2 separate regions of the Sus scrofa genome follow, and region 2 is linked to region 1. The links are chromatin contacts, called in public HiChIP or PLAC-seq maps. All regions are on one chromosome and are shown on one strand. The core of a region is the stretch at or near the end of the contact, and the rest is flanking DNA. Distances in the headings are between cores, read along the strand shown. Region 1 holds the start of DNAJC5 (dnaJ homolog subfamily C member 5). Region 2 holds the start of UCKL1 (uridine-cytidine kinase-like 1).

What was found. HiChIP or PLAC-seq counts read pairs in DNA pulled down with a chosen protein or histone mark.
Region 2: an H3K27ac HiChIP or PLAC-seq map of skeletal muscle shows a contact between it and region 1. The contact joins the promoter of UCKL1 here to the promoter of DNAJC5 in region 1. A contact is called at or near these places in 2 of 47 Hi-C or Micro-C datasets (both in embryonic fibroblasts) and 2 of 2 datasets of contacts at active chromatin or transcription factors (alveolar macrophages and skeletal muscle).

What each region holds. Positions count from the first base shown.
Region 1 is chr17:62,750,923-62,758,607 of Sscrofa11.1, forward strand. DNAJC5 (dnaJ homolog subfamily C member 5) reads left to right here and starts at 3,708. Exons shown (of 6, transcript XR_002339937.1): 1 at 3,708-3,947.
Region 2 is chr17:62,792,081-62,799,765 of Sscrofa11.1, forward strand. UCKL1 (uridine-cytidine kinase-like 1) reads right to left here and starts at 4,316. Exons shown (of 16, transcript XM_021077630.1): 1 at 4,144-4,316. The coding sequence starts at 4,256. ZNF512B (zinc finger protein 512B) reads right to left here. Exons shown (of 18, transcript XM_021077622.1): 18 at 4,503-7,336.

The DNA of each region.
Region 1 (7,685 bases), core at 2,458-4,957:
GGCCCTCGTGGTGCAGGAAGGTGAGCAGGTGGAGGGGTTCATGGGCAGGAAGGGTCAGAAAGAAGAGGTGCCTGCTCCTCGGGCCATCATGAGCCTCGTGCCCCCTCAAGCCCACTGCTGGTGGGTGAAGACAAGGGACGGAGGACGGCGATGGAGAAGCAGGCAGGTGCTGAAGGGAGCTGAGCCAAGGCGGTGAGGACGGCTGCGGGGCAGGGCTCCTCCCGGAAGGAGCACACATCCGCCTTGGGAGGCCTGCCCCAGGGTGCAGGGATGCTGGCAGGGGTCCCCAGGGCAATTCCATGACCTGTGTTAAGTGTTTTAAGGTAATCTGTCCACCGGGTTCAAAAGTCAAAACCAGATGCCAAGCACACTGGGGAATGCGCCCATCCCCCACCCACGCTCTCTGGGAACCATGCGCTCCCAGTGTTTCCTTCACACAAGAGCAAGCGTGTGCGTGTGTGTATATATATATTTAGGGCCTCAGGTATGGCATATGGAGGTTCCCGGGCTAAGGGTCCGATCGGAGCTACAGCCACCGGTCTCCACCCCAGCCACAGCAACACCGAATCTGATCGCATCTGCACCTACACTGCAGTTCACAGCAACACCGGATCCTTAACCCATTGAGGGAGGCCAGGGATCAAACCTGCGTCCCCGTGGATACTAGTCAGATGTGTTTCCCCTGAGCCATGACAGGAGCTCCCTTTTTTTTTTTCTTTTTTTTGATGATGGCATGCAGCCGCTTGATGTGGTATCTCAGTTCCCAGACCAGGAAATGAACCCGGGCTGCAGCGTCCTGATGACTGGACCACCAGGGAACTCTGAAAGTGTGTTCTCATTCCCTTCCCATTATCACTTAAAAGATGGCTTACAACTCTATGCCCTCTGTCCTTTTGAAGAATGCTGTGCCCTGAAACGCTAGCCACATGCCCCTACAACTTGAGGGGAAGCCTGCACTGCCCTGGCACTTCACGCGTCCATTTCTACTGTATTGGGTGTTCCCAGAGGGGAAGCCCCTTTACTGGGGGCATCAGACCTCCTTTGGGGTCAGAACATGGCTTGTTCCAGATGCAGCTGCAGGGAAAGTTGGGAGTTTCCTGGAGGTCTAGTGGTTAAGACTTGGTGCTTTCACGGCTGCTGCCTGGGTTCAATCCCCGGCCTGGGAACCAAGATCCCACATCAGGCCACGGCAGGCCACGGCCGAAAACAAAAACAACCACCACAGTAAGCCCAGTAGGAAGAGTGAATGAGTTCAAGTGGAACGAGGCTTGTGGCCCAGCATGGCAGTCCACCACAACGGGGAGCTGCACCAAGTGGGGAAGCGCCACCGCTGCCGCAGTCAGCATCCCCCACATTCGCAGGGCTCCCACGTGGTCTTCGCTTGTTCAGTATTTAGATGTCTTGTGGGTAAGTGTTTGCTAGGCCTTGTGAGGTACAAGGGTGATTCTAGCCCTCAGGTGTGTCTGCCCTAAGCTGGCAGCACCTGCTTCCCTGAAGTCCCAGCTTCCTGTCTCAAGGTTAGGATAAGGGGCCACCTGGTGGGCCTGCAGTCATTGTCAACATTTGCCGGTATCCTTCCTGTCTCCTCCCAAAGGGTGACTTGTTTGTTTAAACCATATCGTTCCATCCGAGTGTCTTAGTGTATAGTGGCACCGGTTTCCATTTTCACGATTACAAATAACACCATCAAGTGCAGCTCAGCACATACACCTTTTTCTGTATTGGGGAACATTTTCTTCAGAAAACAATCACTAGGAGTTCCCATTGTAGCTCAGAACCCAACTAGTATCCATGATGAAGAGCGTTCAATCCCTGGCCTCCATCAGTGGGTTAAGGATCCAGCATTGCCACAAGCTGTGGTGCAGGTTGCAGATGTGGCTCAGATCTGGTGTTACTGTGGCTGTGGTGTAGGCTGGCAGCTGTAGCTCCAATTCGACCCCTAGCCTGGGAATTTCCAACCCTAAAAAGACCAAAGAAAACCCCTGATGTGGAACTACTGGGTCCAAGAGAGACTCACCAGGGCCTGCCTCACCCATTCCTTGAATCGAAAGACATCGGCACTGCAGTTCTCATTGCGGTGTCCGTAAGGATGCAGCTCCTACCCCTGGCCCCGCTCAGTTGCTGTGTGCTGTGGTACAGATTGCAGAGGCAGCTCAGATCTGGCGTTGCTGCGGCTGCAGCTCCAAGTGGACCCCTAGCCTGGGAACTTCTATAGGCCACAGTTGCAGCCCTAAAAAGGAAAAAAAACAAAAAACAAAAAACAACCCCAAAACACCAGATGTAGATACTAATCTGGCCTTTCTGCTGCTTGTTTTTCTGGCCTACGCCTTTTTTGTGCTGCCTGACTGATGTTGCACAACTTAATAACTGCCAGGAGACTTCCTGAGCTCTCTGCCACTTAGAGGCCCCAGGCCTGGGGCAAACTGGGCAGTTCAAGGATGGCAGAGAGGTGTAAGAAGAGGGTGGAGGTAAACGGGGCTGGAGCTTGTTGGCAGAGTTTGGATTTTACTCAGTATGTCATAGGAAGACTTCAGTGTCATAAAGTTTCTGTGTTAAGAATGTGACTCCGCTGATGTGGGCAAGTGTGGAAGTGAGGAGGCAAGAGAAGTGAATGGAAAGGTCGATTTGGGGGAGTTCCAGGCCTGGCTTAGTGCTTACCGAATCGGACCAGGAACTCTGAGGTTGCGGGTTGGATCCCTGGCCTCGCTCCGTGGGTTAAGGATCTGGCGTTGCCGTGAGCTGTGGTGTAGATCGCAGACGCGGCTCGGATTCCGAGTCGCTGTGGTTTTTGTGCAGGCCGGCGGCTGCAGCTCCGATTCGACCCCTAGCCTGGGAACCTCCATATGCCGCGGGTGCGGCCCTAAAAAAGACCCCCCCCAAAAAAAAAATCGATTTGGACGGCTTTCAGGATGAAATAGCACATACAGATGTACCAGGCACTCAGTATACGGCAGAATACCTCCTGTTATAAGGAGTGTTAGCGAAGGGTGACGAGCAGGTCTCCCCTCCCTCGGAGTCAAAGAACGGGTCGAAACTGGACCGGAAGGGAAGTGAGTAGAAGTTGGTACAACTGCCCATTCAAGGCATTGTTTGCAGGTGATTCTGGGAGGGGCTGGACAATGGCTGTGACACTTCGGCGATTGGGGAGGTAGGAAGCAAGTCACATCTCTGCACCGCGCGGTCCCTAACAGTGGTTCAGGGGTCGGCGGCCTCTGGGACAACTCCCACCAGCTCCCTCTTTCGCTTGTTCTTTGACGAGAACAATTGCGTTTCCCCAATCTTACGTGAAGCTCCAGGCAAAGTCAGCCGCCAAACTAGTCCCCGCATCCGTTTACCGCAGCACCTGTCGGCGCACTAGCCACTACCTGAAGCGCTGGCGGGCAGGCCCCGCCCCCGCGTCTCGGCCCCGCCCCTGCTGGGCGGTGGAGGCTTCCGGCTCCGCGGTGCAAGCTCCGCCCACAGCTCTCGGAGCACCCGCGTATGGGCTGGCACTCGGGACTCCGCCCTCAGTAGGCGGAGCCTCCGCTGGGAGCTCTGGAGCCTCCGCCCACTGCTGTCATTCGGGCCCTGCCCCTCGTGGGCGGAGCCTCTGCGCAGCGCTCTGAGCGCACGCGCGGCCTGCCCAGCCCGCAGCTCCGACCCACCGGCGCCCACGTCCTCCCGGGAGCGCGCGCGCCGGTGCGGGTGCGTGCGTGAGCGTGCGTGAGCGTGCGCGCCCTCGCCGCCTCTGCCGGTGCTGCTCCCGCGCCCTCTGCCGCTGCCCCCGCCGCCGACTCCGTCGCCGCCGCCGCCGCTGCCGCCGCCGCCGCCGCCGCCGCCGCCGCCGCCGCCGCCGCCGGGTCCCGAGGCGCAGCCCCGGCTGAGGAGCGCGTCGGCCGGCTGCCCAGCAGCGCTGCGCAGGGAGGAGCAGAGCCGCGGAGCCGGCGGGCGGGCGGGCGCGCGGACAGGTGAGCTCGCGGCGGGCCCGCGGCATCGCGTCAGGCCGGGCGGGGGCCTCGCGGTGACTGGGGGCGGGATGTGGAGGCGGCTGGAGGAGGGCGGGGGCGCAGGGGGGCGCGACGCGGGCTGGGGGGCCGCGCGCCCGTAGCCGGAAATGGCGGCGACCCCCTCCCTCCTTGTTTCCCTCCCTCCCCGCTCGGGGCGGGGGGCGGCGGCCGGGCCGGAGAGGCGCCGGGAGGCCCAGGGCGCGCGCCGTGGCCAGGCCGCCGGGCCCGCGCTGTGGTCGGCCAGACCTGACCGGCGGCGGCGGCGGCGAGGGCCCAGGGCCCGGCGTGTGCGCCGGGCGCCCACCGCCCTGGGGAGGGGCTTTCCTGTCCAGGGGGCCGCGGGGGGCAGAGCCGCCGGATGCAGCAGCCACGTAACCTGTCCCCGGGTCACGCTTGGAGCTCGGCGAAGTGAGCTTTGTTCCTTGACGCGCTGTAAATTAATCTCGGGGGTGTGAATCGTCGGCCTGGTAAGAAAGAAGTGTTTTCTCTGCGTCGCAAGGACATTATTTGGAGCATCGCTGTGTATTGTCTTGCGGAGACAGTGTCGGGAGCTCTTCCCTTCAGGTTCTAACTTGTTCGTGTTGAGAGGCTGGATTAAGGAGCCCCTTTTTCATGTGCCTGAGACGATTTATCGGAGTGCATTTGGTTGTGCCACACAGGAAGGGAAGCAAAAGTTTCAGTTTTATTTTGATTTTCGTGTTGAGGTTTGATAAGGAGACATTTTAACCAGCCGGTCGTAGCCTAATGGGTGCCGTGCTGGACACCTCTGTCTGTTTACAAACTATCTTAATGACAAAACAAGTGTACTGGCCCGTCTGTGACTTGGTTGCCTAAAGGCAAAGCTCTGAGATTTTATGTTTATTCTCTTGCTCCTCTCTTGTTCAGTGTTGTCGTGAGTGTCAGCATCGTGTCATCTGTCAAATGAGAGGTGACGCTATGAGGCAGGACTTAAGGGCTTTGGGAAACTTTATAACTGAGAGCCAGCAGCTCTCCTTTGACCTGTCAGGACTCTGGGACCCCGGGCACCTCTGGGGGCCTGTGGCCAAACCAAGGGCTGTAGGAGCCGCTCTGGCTGTGGGGCAGGTGCCTCCACTAGCCCTGGGATCTGAGGGTCGTGTGTGTTGCGCCTGTTCCCCTTGGCCGTGGCGAAAGCAGACCACCTGGGCATCTGTGGTGAGCAGACGCTTAGGTCTGCATGTGGAGGAGACAGCCTTGCTGAGGGACCTCGGCTCTGGAGCCTGTGGCCTTGGGTGGGCACCTTTGTTGGGGAGGGACGCCCCTTGCCACCCTCTGACCCCCACCGCCATGGCCTCTTGGCCATTCTCTCAACAGACTCATGTGCTCTGTCCTCGGATCTGCCCGGATCCCTCACTTCCTCACTCTTAGGCCCAGTGAGGGCAGGCCTTCCCTATCTTACCTAGAATTCCAGCTCGCCACCTCCGGTTTCCTGATTCCCTTTCCTGTTTAATTTCCCACAGCACTTAATTCTTCTGAAGTCTCTTTAGTACGTTTGTTACGCGTAATCCTTTACTGTGGGGTAAGGTCCACAGGGTGGCTGTTTGGTGCGAAGAACAGTTCCTGGCACACACTCTGTGCCCGGTAAACACTGGTCGAATGAAGGAGAGTGATGAGCTTAGCAGCAGCTCTGCAGCACAGCGACCTTGTCACTGGGAAGTCGTTGTGGGTGAGTGCTGAATAGTTGGGCGCTGGGTGCTGAGGGAGGTCCGTGGCAAGTCAGCTCCCTCTCAGGAGAGGACAGCCAGTCCAGAGGCAGGGCGCAGAGGTGATCTGTGCGGGACTTCCCTGTAAATCTTTTTGCCACTTTTAGTCTCGAGTTTGCTCAGAACCAAAAGGTTTTGTCTGATCTGCCACTATAACGATGCTTTTAGAAGTTTTGTCTTTGCCGCCCCCCGCCCCAGGTAAAGCCCACATGCTGTTCATTTGTTGATGAAGTGGCGTGAGATGCAGTAAACTGTTCGAGTCACAGGGAAGTGAGCCGTTCCTGACCCTCGGCTCGCTCTCTGCTGTGAGGCTGTTGTGAGCACACTGAATCCTGCTTTGTGACTAAAGGACTTGAGTCGTTTGCAGAATCTTCACGCAGAGTGAGTTTATTTTCTTGGTTTTCGTTCGTTCTGTCAGTGCACTGGGTCTCTCTCAGCCCTTTTTGTTCTTGAGTGCCCCTCGCTCACACAGGATGGGTGCTCTGTGCTCAGTCCCAGACCTAGAACTTGAGGTCAGGCCTCCGCACTGGCTCCTGGGCTGACCACCCGCCTGACAGGATGCTGATGGTGCCTCTCCAGGGCTCCGGCCTGAGATGCCTGCATTGGTCCTGGGCTGGAGTGAATGCTCCACAGGTGTTTGTTGAATCAGTGACTAAAGCGCAGTGAGGCTGGGGTAAGGGGACAAGGTGGGATTTATCTAAGGTGAGACTTTGTCTCTCTATTTAAAATGATCACATGATGTGGAGTTCCCCGTTGTGGCGCAGAGGAAATGAATCTGACTAGTAAGCATGAGGTTGCAGGTTCGATCCCTGGCCTCGCTCAGTGGGTTAAGGATCTGGTGTTGCTGTGAGCTGTAGTGTAGGTCGCAGACGTGGGTGGTTCAGATCCCGCGTTGCTGTGGCTGTGGTGCAGGCTGGCAGCTGTAGCTCCCATTGGACCCCTAGCCTGGGAACCTCCATATGCCTTGGGTGCAGCCCTTAAAAAAAAAAAAAAAAAGACAATAAAATAAAATGAGGCTATGATGGACACAGGTGTTATCACCCTTGAAAAATTCCTTTTTTAACTTAACTCCTTTTTTAAGTACTTTGCGCAGGGCTTGGAGGGTATAACGCTGTGGGCAAACCGTATCTCAGCCCATGAGGGCAGCCAGGTCTCCTGTCGGGAAACAGATCCCTGTGTCTTCAGGGCGGGAAGCAGAGCAGAGACTCTGGGCTCTTGGTGTGCCCTCCGCACAGCGTTCTCCCCAAGAGGCGCTTTCCTGTGATGTGGTGATCTGGCTGGACGCGTCAGATCAGACCCCTCCTGCTCCGTCGCAGTCGTCCGGTCTGGGTGTCAGCAGGGTCTGTGCCAGACTTTCCCTCCTGCAAGAGGCCAAGATTTGGACTCACTGAGTGGGGGTCCTGGTACCTCTCTTACTGCGTGTGGGGGAGGAGCTGGCAGAAGATGGTCGAGGGCAAGATAGCTCGGCAGGTGCGTCCTAGGTGTGAGTGGTAGGGAGGCTGAAAACGGCAGTCGTCACGTTTTATGAAAATGCTGCCCTCGGCAGGAGGAACGGTTCTGGTTTTACTGTCCTGATACCAGGGCCAGTTCTTAGGTAATGACGTCCCCTGAAGCGGATTAACAGCTGGTCTGTTATCGGTCACTCAGAATTCAACCCAGAAGATTTAAGGATTAGATTATCAGACAACCTGTAGTTTAGATTCTCTTTCCTCATTCTCTGCATTAATTTTGTGTAAGTATGTTTTATTGCTGAAGTGGTGCGTTATGCCTCCGTTCTTGGTGCTGGCAGACAGTAGGTTTTGGTCGTTAGTAGGTAAGAATTGTTTTAAATTCTAAGAGTTTAGCAAATCCTAGTAGTTCACATCGAAATTGCGGAAATGAGGTACAATATCTCATTGTCTGAAGACGGAGTGTGTGGTGAGAGCAGGTTTGGGATGTCACTGAAAATGCCCTTTTTGGGCGGCTGTGCCCACACCAC
Region 2 (7,685 bases), core at 3,066-5,565, 42 kb after region 1:
GAAACAGTGGGAAGCAGATGTGCCAGGATGGTCTCCGCTGCCAAGAGCCAGAACCAGGGCTTCCGCCGGAATTGGAGATTTCACGAGTACGTGCCCTCCGTTCTCCAAAACCAAAGCTCGCGGGGGGACGCGGGCGCATCCAGCATGTGGCACTCCCAGAGCACCCGGCGTTGCCAAGGGGACGGTGTCTGTTTGCACACGTGTGGGGGTGGGGGCAGGGCGGAATTAGCTCAGGCCTCACACGTGACCAGTCGCAGCGCAGCTCTCAGGGCACAGAGGGCGAGGTCTGCGTGAGTGTGAGCAGCGAGAAAGCCTGCTGACAGCAGGTGTGACAGGAGCTGTGGGGACCGTCACCGGGCCACGTGGGGAGCGAGCGAGCTCTGGGAATAACGGGCCTGTGCTCAGAGCCACCTCTGTGGCGCTAGAGGAGCCGTCACTCATCGTGGAGCTGAGGGCAAACAACACAGCGGGACACACGATGCCAGGGCAGTGACGAGGAGCCGCCCCAGGGGTGCCACCCACCTCAGCCCAGAAGGACACGGACAGAGCCCTGGAATGGGGGCAGCACCGGCTGCTCCTCGGACGCACCCACCCACCGTGAGCACAAGGCCCCGGGGCTCACACGCAGTGGCCCTCCCCAAGCGACCCACAGACCCGGAGATGATGGACGCCCTGGCGCTGGGGGTGGGGAGGGTGGCCTTGGTGGGCAGAAAAAACCAACCAGGCTGGCCGCCACCTGTGCCTCCTACTCGGGGAGCAACCGCCAACACAGAAAACTGCTGAGCACGCTCACAGCAGCGGGACCCCCGCGGATGTCGGGGGACCGTGACAGGAGCTCTGGGGCTGGCGCTGCTCCCAGCCCTGCTCTTCAGCCCAGGCTGGTGGCCTGGCTTCTCCAGGTGGAGCCTTCACCCGTGACTATTCCTTGTCCTACGGAGGCCATGACCACCACGGGCGGCTTTCTGGGGCAGAGACATCCCCAGAGGACGGGGCCATGCAGGGATGAGTTGGAAGCAAGCCAGGGACCACCCGCCAGAAACCCGCCTCCCCCCACCCCCGGGCTGGCGACGGCTGGCCCCAGGCTGGGTCAGCAGCCAAGCCCAGCCCCGCCGTCTCTCTGGAGGAGGGATACTGCGCCCTCCGAACAAGCCTCGCCCCCTTTCACAACGGGACAAACTTCGAGCCGGAAAATCACACAAGCCCTCACCTCCTTGCTCTGCTGGCTGCGATGACAAGAGGTCATTTCCACCAAAGGATTACAAGCCCCGGTGGACATAGGTCAGCAGGTAACCGTGCCTGCGGGCAGCAGGACTGCCCGGCCCAGGTCCTGGTGTCCCCTAGACACAGCGAAGACGGGCATTCCCGCCAGAAGCCGGCAGGCCAGCCACTCACCTGCCTTCTGCTCCAAGGGTCCAGCAGCCCGAGACCCTGATGCCAGGGTAAGCTGGGGGGCTGCTCATGGCTGGGACACGGGGGAAACTGGGATGGCAGGGCGAGCCCAGGTGTGGGCAGGGGCATCACAACAGCGACTCTGAGACGCACAGCAGCCCCCCAGGACCGCAAGGGAGCCGGCCCAACTGCCCCTCCAGGGGTGGGCAGCACAGCAGCCGAGGAGCCGGAGTTGGGTCCACACCCTGGCCGGTGGGGCTGTCTGCTGGGAGGCAGGGGGCCCACAGGTAAGAGACCCCAGGGCCTTTGTAGACGCAACAGCACTCAGCGCCAGCCCCGAGGCCACGGGCATAAGAGGATCACCCAGCTGGGGCTGCGCACTGGCCTGGTATTAATAGCACTGACCCCGCAGGGGAGCACGGCCAGGCAGACGCGGGCCAGCCGGCGGGTGTGAAGTGCCCCTCCGGTGTGCAGGCTGGCACGCTGCCCACTCTGGGCTGGCTGAGAACCACTGTGTACAGGCCCTCTGTCACCAGAACACCCTAGAGAAAGCTTCAGACCCCTGGCCTGCTGGGGCTGCAGGCGCACCCCCCTCCTCAGGCCCCCACCAGGTCAGCAGGGAAATCCGAGGTGTCTCTAGGCCAGGCCGGGCTGCAGGGCTAAGCCGGGAGCCCGCCCCTGCCCCCAGGTGCCTCCTAGAGGCATAAACAACCTGAAACTCTACCCTCCAGAGGCCTCAGCTGAGAATAACTGTGCGCCCCACCCCCTCCACCCAGCTTGGGGCGGAGGGGACACAGCCACGCCCCCGTCTGACAGCAGCCGGAGGAGCAGGCCCTCAGGTGGGCAGTAGCTCCGCTCAAGTCACAGGTCCTCAGTCTCCTCCCTGCAATTAAGCATCAGGTCCACCAGCTTCCTCCTCAGCTTCCAACACGGAAGGGCTGGCCGGGCTTGGAGGAAAGAATCCCCCCCTGAGGTTCACACGTGGATAGGGGGACCACCCAGGGGAGGCTGCCCAGGTAACAGGCCCCTGGAGGCAGGCCCGACCCACAAGAGCTGCCCCCCTCCTGGCCCTGGGCAGTGGCCCACCACTCTCAGGGAGACACAGCTGTCCAGGGTGGGGCTGCTCTAGAGAGCCTGCCTGGTGGCTGAGTGAAACCAGGCCAGAGGAGGGAGGAGCTGCTCCCTGGGGCCTGGCCCGGGGGTCCCAGACTGGCTCAGGGACAGAGATCTCAGGGCAGACAGAGGGCTGTGGGGCTGGGAGGCCGCAGCCCGAAATGGGAGAAGCAGGCTCCAGGGACCTGCGCTGACTCCACCCCACCCTACCCCGTGGACATCGCACTACAGGATCCCCTGCTTCCACTGCTCTGAGCAAGAGCACCCAGGCTCCTCCACTCCCAGAGGGAGGCCCCAGCCCACCAGGACCACACCAGGAGGCAGCCTGAGGGGCGCACTGCTACGACCGTCAGATGCAAAGGGAGTCCAAGGTCCAGTCCTCCTGGGAGACCTTCCAGAAGGGCACACAGACAAGAAACCAGAGCCAGGTGGGCTGACCACACCAGTGCAGCCTCGACGATGTGGGAAAAGCTGGAATCATGGCCGGGGAGAGCCTTGGCTCAGAGGCACCTGCACATACAACTGGACACCGACTAGAGCCAGCTCAGGGGCCCTCGGCGGGGGGGGGCGTGTAGGGACTGGGGGGGGTTGAGGGTACATGCTTGAGAAACACCACATCACACAGAAGGCAGGTAGCATGGAGAGAGTAAGCCCGCATGAGGTCCAGAGGCAGCTCAGGGCAGACTCGAAGGGGCTCTGTGAGATGCCATGGGTCTAGGCTTACAGCCCAAGCATCTTGGCTGCCCTCCCCTGTTCCCTGGGGACCCTGCTCTGAGGACGGGAAGCCCATTGCTTCCCCAGCGCCGAGATGTGTGGTCTCTGTACCAATCCGTGTCTGTAGGCAGAGACTACCTGGTCTCGGGCTAAATCAGGTTCTCCGGGACCAGCAGGCATGACAACTCAGGACGTTATCACCCTGCCCAGCTCTGAGTCACTGCTCACTGGGAGGGTGTGTCTACAGGGACACAACAAGCTCCTTGAGGCTCAGGGAGCCTTACCCCGCCCAGCAGCTCGCCCCTGATTCCTCTGCCTGCCTGTCCAGCGGCTCTGCTGGCAGCACCCACAATGCCGTGGAGTCCAGACCACAGCAAGTTCCGGGACCAGGCGCCTGGCTGGGGAGGTTTCGTTTGGCTCCAGCCTGTGGCCACTGCTGGCCCTGGCCCTCAGGACGGTTCAAACCCGGAAGAGAGGAGCCAGCCACCCCTCCCCTGAGCACAGATCCACCATCACCCTGGGGCCTGGCCCTGGAGGCTCCAAGAGGGAGCCACCTCCCCAGCCAGGTGACAAACGCACCCCCTGGAAGGCCCCCAGAGCCTGAGGGTCCCCGGGCACGGTGCTCCGTCCTGACCAGCATTTTGACCTCTGGCCTCGATGGGGCAGGGCCGAGTCCGTGCGGGGTCGGAACAAACTGGGGACCTGGGGAGCGCCCGGTAAGCGCGCAGCCCAGCCCAGGCGCTCGCTGGCCCGCTGCCCCCTCCACTGGGGACAGACCAAGGCCCCACGCGGGCCCTGCCCATGGGCCCCTTCCCGCGGCCGTCCGCGCGGGCCCGCTCCAGCCAGGCGCCGGAGACCCTCCACTGGTCCAGATCTGGCTCCCGGGGCCGCCCCTCCCACGGCACGCGAGGGGCGCGCCGCGCCTACCGGTCCTCGCACGGGGTCTCGCTCTTCCCCTCCGGCCGCTCCGGCCGGTCTCCAGCCGCGGGGGGCGGCGGGGCTGGGCCGGGGGCGTCGGCCGAGGCTGGGGGCGCAGCCATGAGCTCCGGGCCCTCTCCGCGTGCGAGGCGGGACGGGGCGGGGCGGGGCTCGGGGCTGGCCGCGCAGGCTGCCGGGAGCTGTGGTTCGGGCCCCGCGCCGCGCGCCCGCCAGCGCGCCCCGCGGACTACAAGTCCCACGAGGCCGCGCGCGCCTCATGGACCGCAAGCTCCACGAGGCTGCGCGGCCGGCGTCCGGGGAAGACTCCCAACGCGCGCTTTCCCACAAACTCAGCCGCACAAAACCCCTGGAAAAAAAATTAATAAACATTTATTTGATACAGTCATTTTTAATACATACAGTTGATGGCCCGCCCCCGCGCCACTCGGGCCGGAGAGCGGGGACGAGGACCGGGGACAGATGGTCACAAGGCGGGCAGGGCCCAAGCTCACCGTCAAAACATCTTGCAAATAAACACTTTGTAGATAGAATATATATGTATATATATGGTTACAAGTGATAGCTGGAACCTCTCTTTCGAAATGCACTTATTACGGAGAACTGGCATTAAAAAACCCAAACCAAGAAACCCAAAGTACAGGATGTGTGGCTGCCAGGCAGGAGGTGCTGGCTGTCCCAGAACCCCAGGCCTGCAGGCCCACTGCCCGGGACCCACTGGGGACACACAGGGACAGCCCTCCCCTCTGCGGTCAGGGTGCACCCATTCTTTCCCTTCCAAACCAGAGGGACAGGAGTGGGGCTACAGCTGGGAAGACCACCAGTCACACCGGGGGACACTCATCTGCCCTTGCATGAGCAAAAAAGTGCATCCTATTTTTGTGTGAAGTGTCAGTCCCTTGAGTTAACCGTTTCCTGTTCTCAGGGCAAGGGGGGGAGGCTGGGCCAGAGGTAGATCTTCAGAAAGGGACCTGGCATTGTGCCCTGGGCTTGGGTCTCAGGCAGGGTCCATGCCCCCTGCACCGGGGTAGGGGCTGCCTGCCGCTCTGGTCCCTCTCACTGAAGGTTTCAGTCAAGGCCAGGAGGCTACCTGGCTGCACTCCCACCAGAGTGAGAAGTGGGCAGATGCTGCTGAGCTGCCCAGGGCTCTGGCACCATGGGAGGAGGGCTCTGTAACCAGCCTGCCACTGCCATCCACCAGCCAGAGTGTGGGAAGCAGGGAGGAAAGAGGGGAAGAAAGCGGTCTGGCCCAGCAGCCACTTCTGGCGGCAGTCCCCAGGCCCACCTTAAAGACCAAGAAGGGGGTTAAAGTGCTAAACATCAAGTTACCCAGCACCCCACCTCTTCCCACACATCCGGCGGGGTCCCCATGCCAGGGACCACACTTGGACCTCGGGGGTGACAGTGAAACTCATCCCCCTGCCAAAACCAGCCCCCACTCCCCAAGGGCCAAGTACCTGAGAGGCCGGGGCAGGTGGCCATCCCCAGCAGAGGCGTGGAGGTCCAACGCCTCCAGCCACTGATGACAAGGACAGAGTGCATGTGGGGCTCCCACCAGCACTTGCTCCCCTGCCCCTCCCGCAGCTGCCCCTGCAGTGGCCGCCCGACCCACCTCTACCTCCACCAACTGCACATCAGTGACAGCGGGAACACAGGAAAGAAAGCCCTCCTGCCCCAAAGCCCATGCTGCTTGCCTCAACCTTTGATGCTGGAGCACCTCCATCCGCCCATGTCTCCACCCTCTGCTCAGATCAAGTGGGGAGAGTCCAGCCTCCACACCCCCTCCCTAGGACATCAGGCCAGAACTGCCCTGGGTCAGAACATGCTGGCCGAAAGAAGAAGCCAGAGACAGGCAGCACGGCACCCCAGCCCCAGGCCCTCCTGAAGCGGCTCCCCAGCGCAGGGGGAGGGGAGTTGAGCCCAGACCAGAGCCCCCCCCGCCCTCCAGGGGCTGGCTGAGGACAGGAGCTGGGGCCGAGGTGCCCAGTCAGCGCCACCTCCCTGAGCAGGGGAGGGACCCAGCCCAGCCCCCAGATCCACTGTCGGTCGGCACCAGGAAACCCTTAGCACCAAAGTGTCAGATTGTTGTGAGTTGTTGTATAAAAAACAGAATAAAAAAAAGGTTGTTACTTGTCACAGCAACAGGACCGGCATCCACTACACCCAGGAGATACACGCACACCGGCAAATATCAAAATTCACATCATTCAGGATCGGCGAGGCCGAGCCCTCAGCCCACCCCCACCCCCCAGTGGAAAACAGCCTCCATTCACCCCAGCATCTCTGGGCACCCTCCGTGTCCCTGCAACGCCAGAGTGGGAAGGTGGGGTCCAGGCAGGAGGCCAGAAACCATGTGGCTACCTCCTCAGAGTGGCCTGGACTCCCCCAACCCAACCTACAGAGCTCAGGGCACCAAAGGGAGTCAAGACAGAGCCTTGGAACTGCTGCCGACCTGCTGTGAGTTTGACCCAGCTCCGCCCCAGCCTTTGGATCTCATGTCAAAAAGCCACGTAGCCAGAAACAAAGGAGCAGGTAAGACAGTGGGCAGGAGGCTCCCACGGGAGCTTGGCCAGGGCCAACTCAGACCACCAAAGGCTGCTTCCCACAGGAATCACTACTCAGAGCCAGACCCCAGGTCCCTGCCCCACATGCCTGTGGACCCCAGGTGATCCCAGAACCCAGACTGGCCCAACCCTTGCCCACTGGGCTGCTAGAGCCAGGCCAGCAGTAGTAGCAAAGCTGGGGGCCGAGGCCGGAGCTCACTTCATGCGGCCCCACAGCCCTGCGCCCACAGCCCTTCAGAGGGAGAAGTAGAACCCCCCCCCCAACCCGCCCGCCCGCCCCCAGCGGGAGCACTACTGGGGTGTGGCAGAGCAGAGCTGCCCCCTGTGATGGATGTGGGGAGGGAGGGGTGGCATGGGGGCCCAAGCACAGCAGGGGTAGCAGGGGTGGCAGGGGTGGCATGGGCGGGGGCTGGAGAGGTAGAGAGAAGTGCAGGAACCAGAAGACGGCTGGGGTGGGCGTGGGGCGAGCTGTCAGGTCAGCACGGCAGCTATCAGACTTGGGGTCTGTCCTGGGAGGTAGCTGGGGGTGCTGGGGCTCCAGTGTCGGGTCAAGAAGTGAGGCTGCTCAGGTCCCTCACCAGCCCAGAACCACAGGTCACCAGGGACCCCCGAGCTTGGGCCTGAGGAAGCAGACAGAGCACGGAGCTCGCCAGCCAAGGGCCAGAAGGCCATCGGCCGGCTCCATGTGGCCCAAGCACTAAAGCCCAGGCTGCAACCCTGCCTCCTGCCCAGCCAGGCCCCAGACTCGGTGGGCCCGGGAAGGTCCCTCTGGACTATTGCACTTCCGCAGCGGCCCCGGCTCCCGGGCCCAGGAGCCTCAGCTCAGGGTGTCCCGCCGCAGCCCGGGTCCGGGGGCGGTGGGGGGGGGGGTGTAGGACCACCTTCGGGGAAGGGAGAGGACCAGCTGCCCAGCAGGACAGCCGATCAGGCAGGGGCGGGGTGGAGACCCGGAGGGCAGGAGGCAGGAGG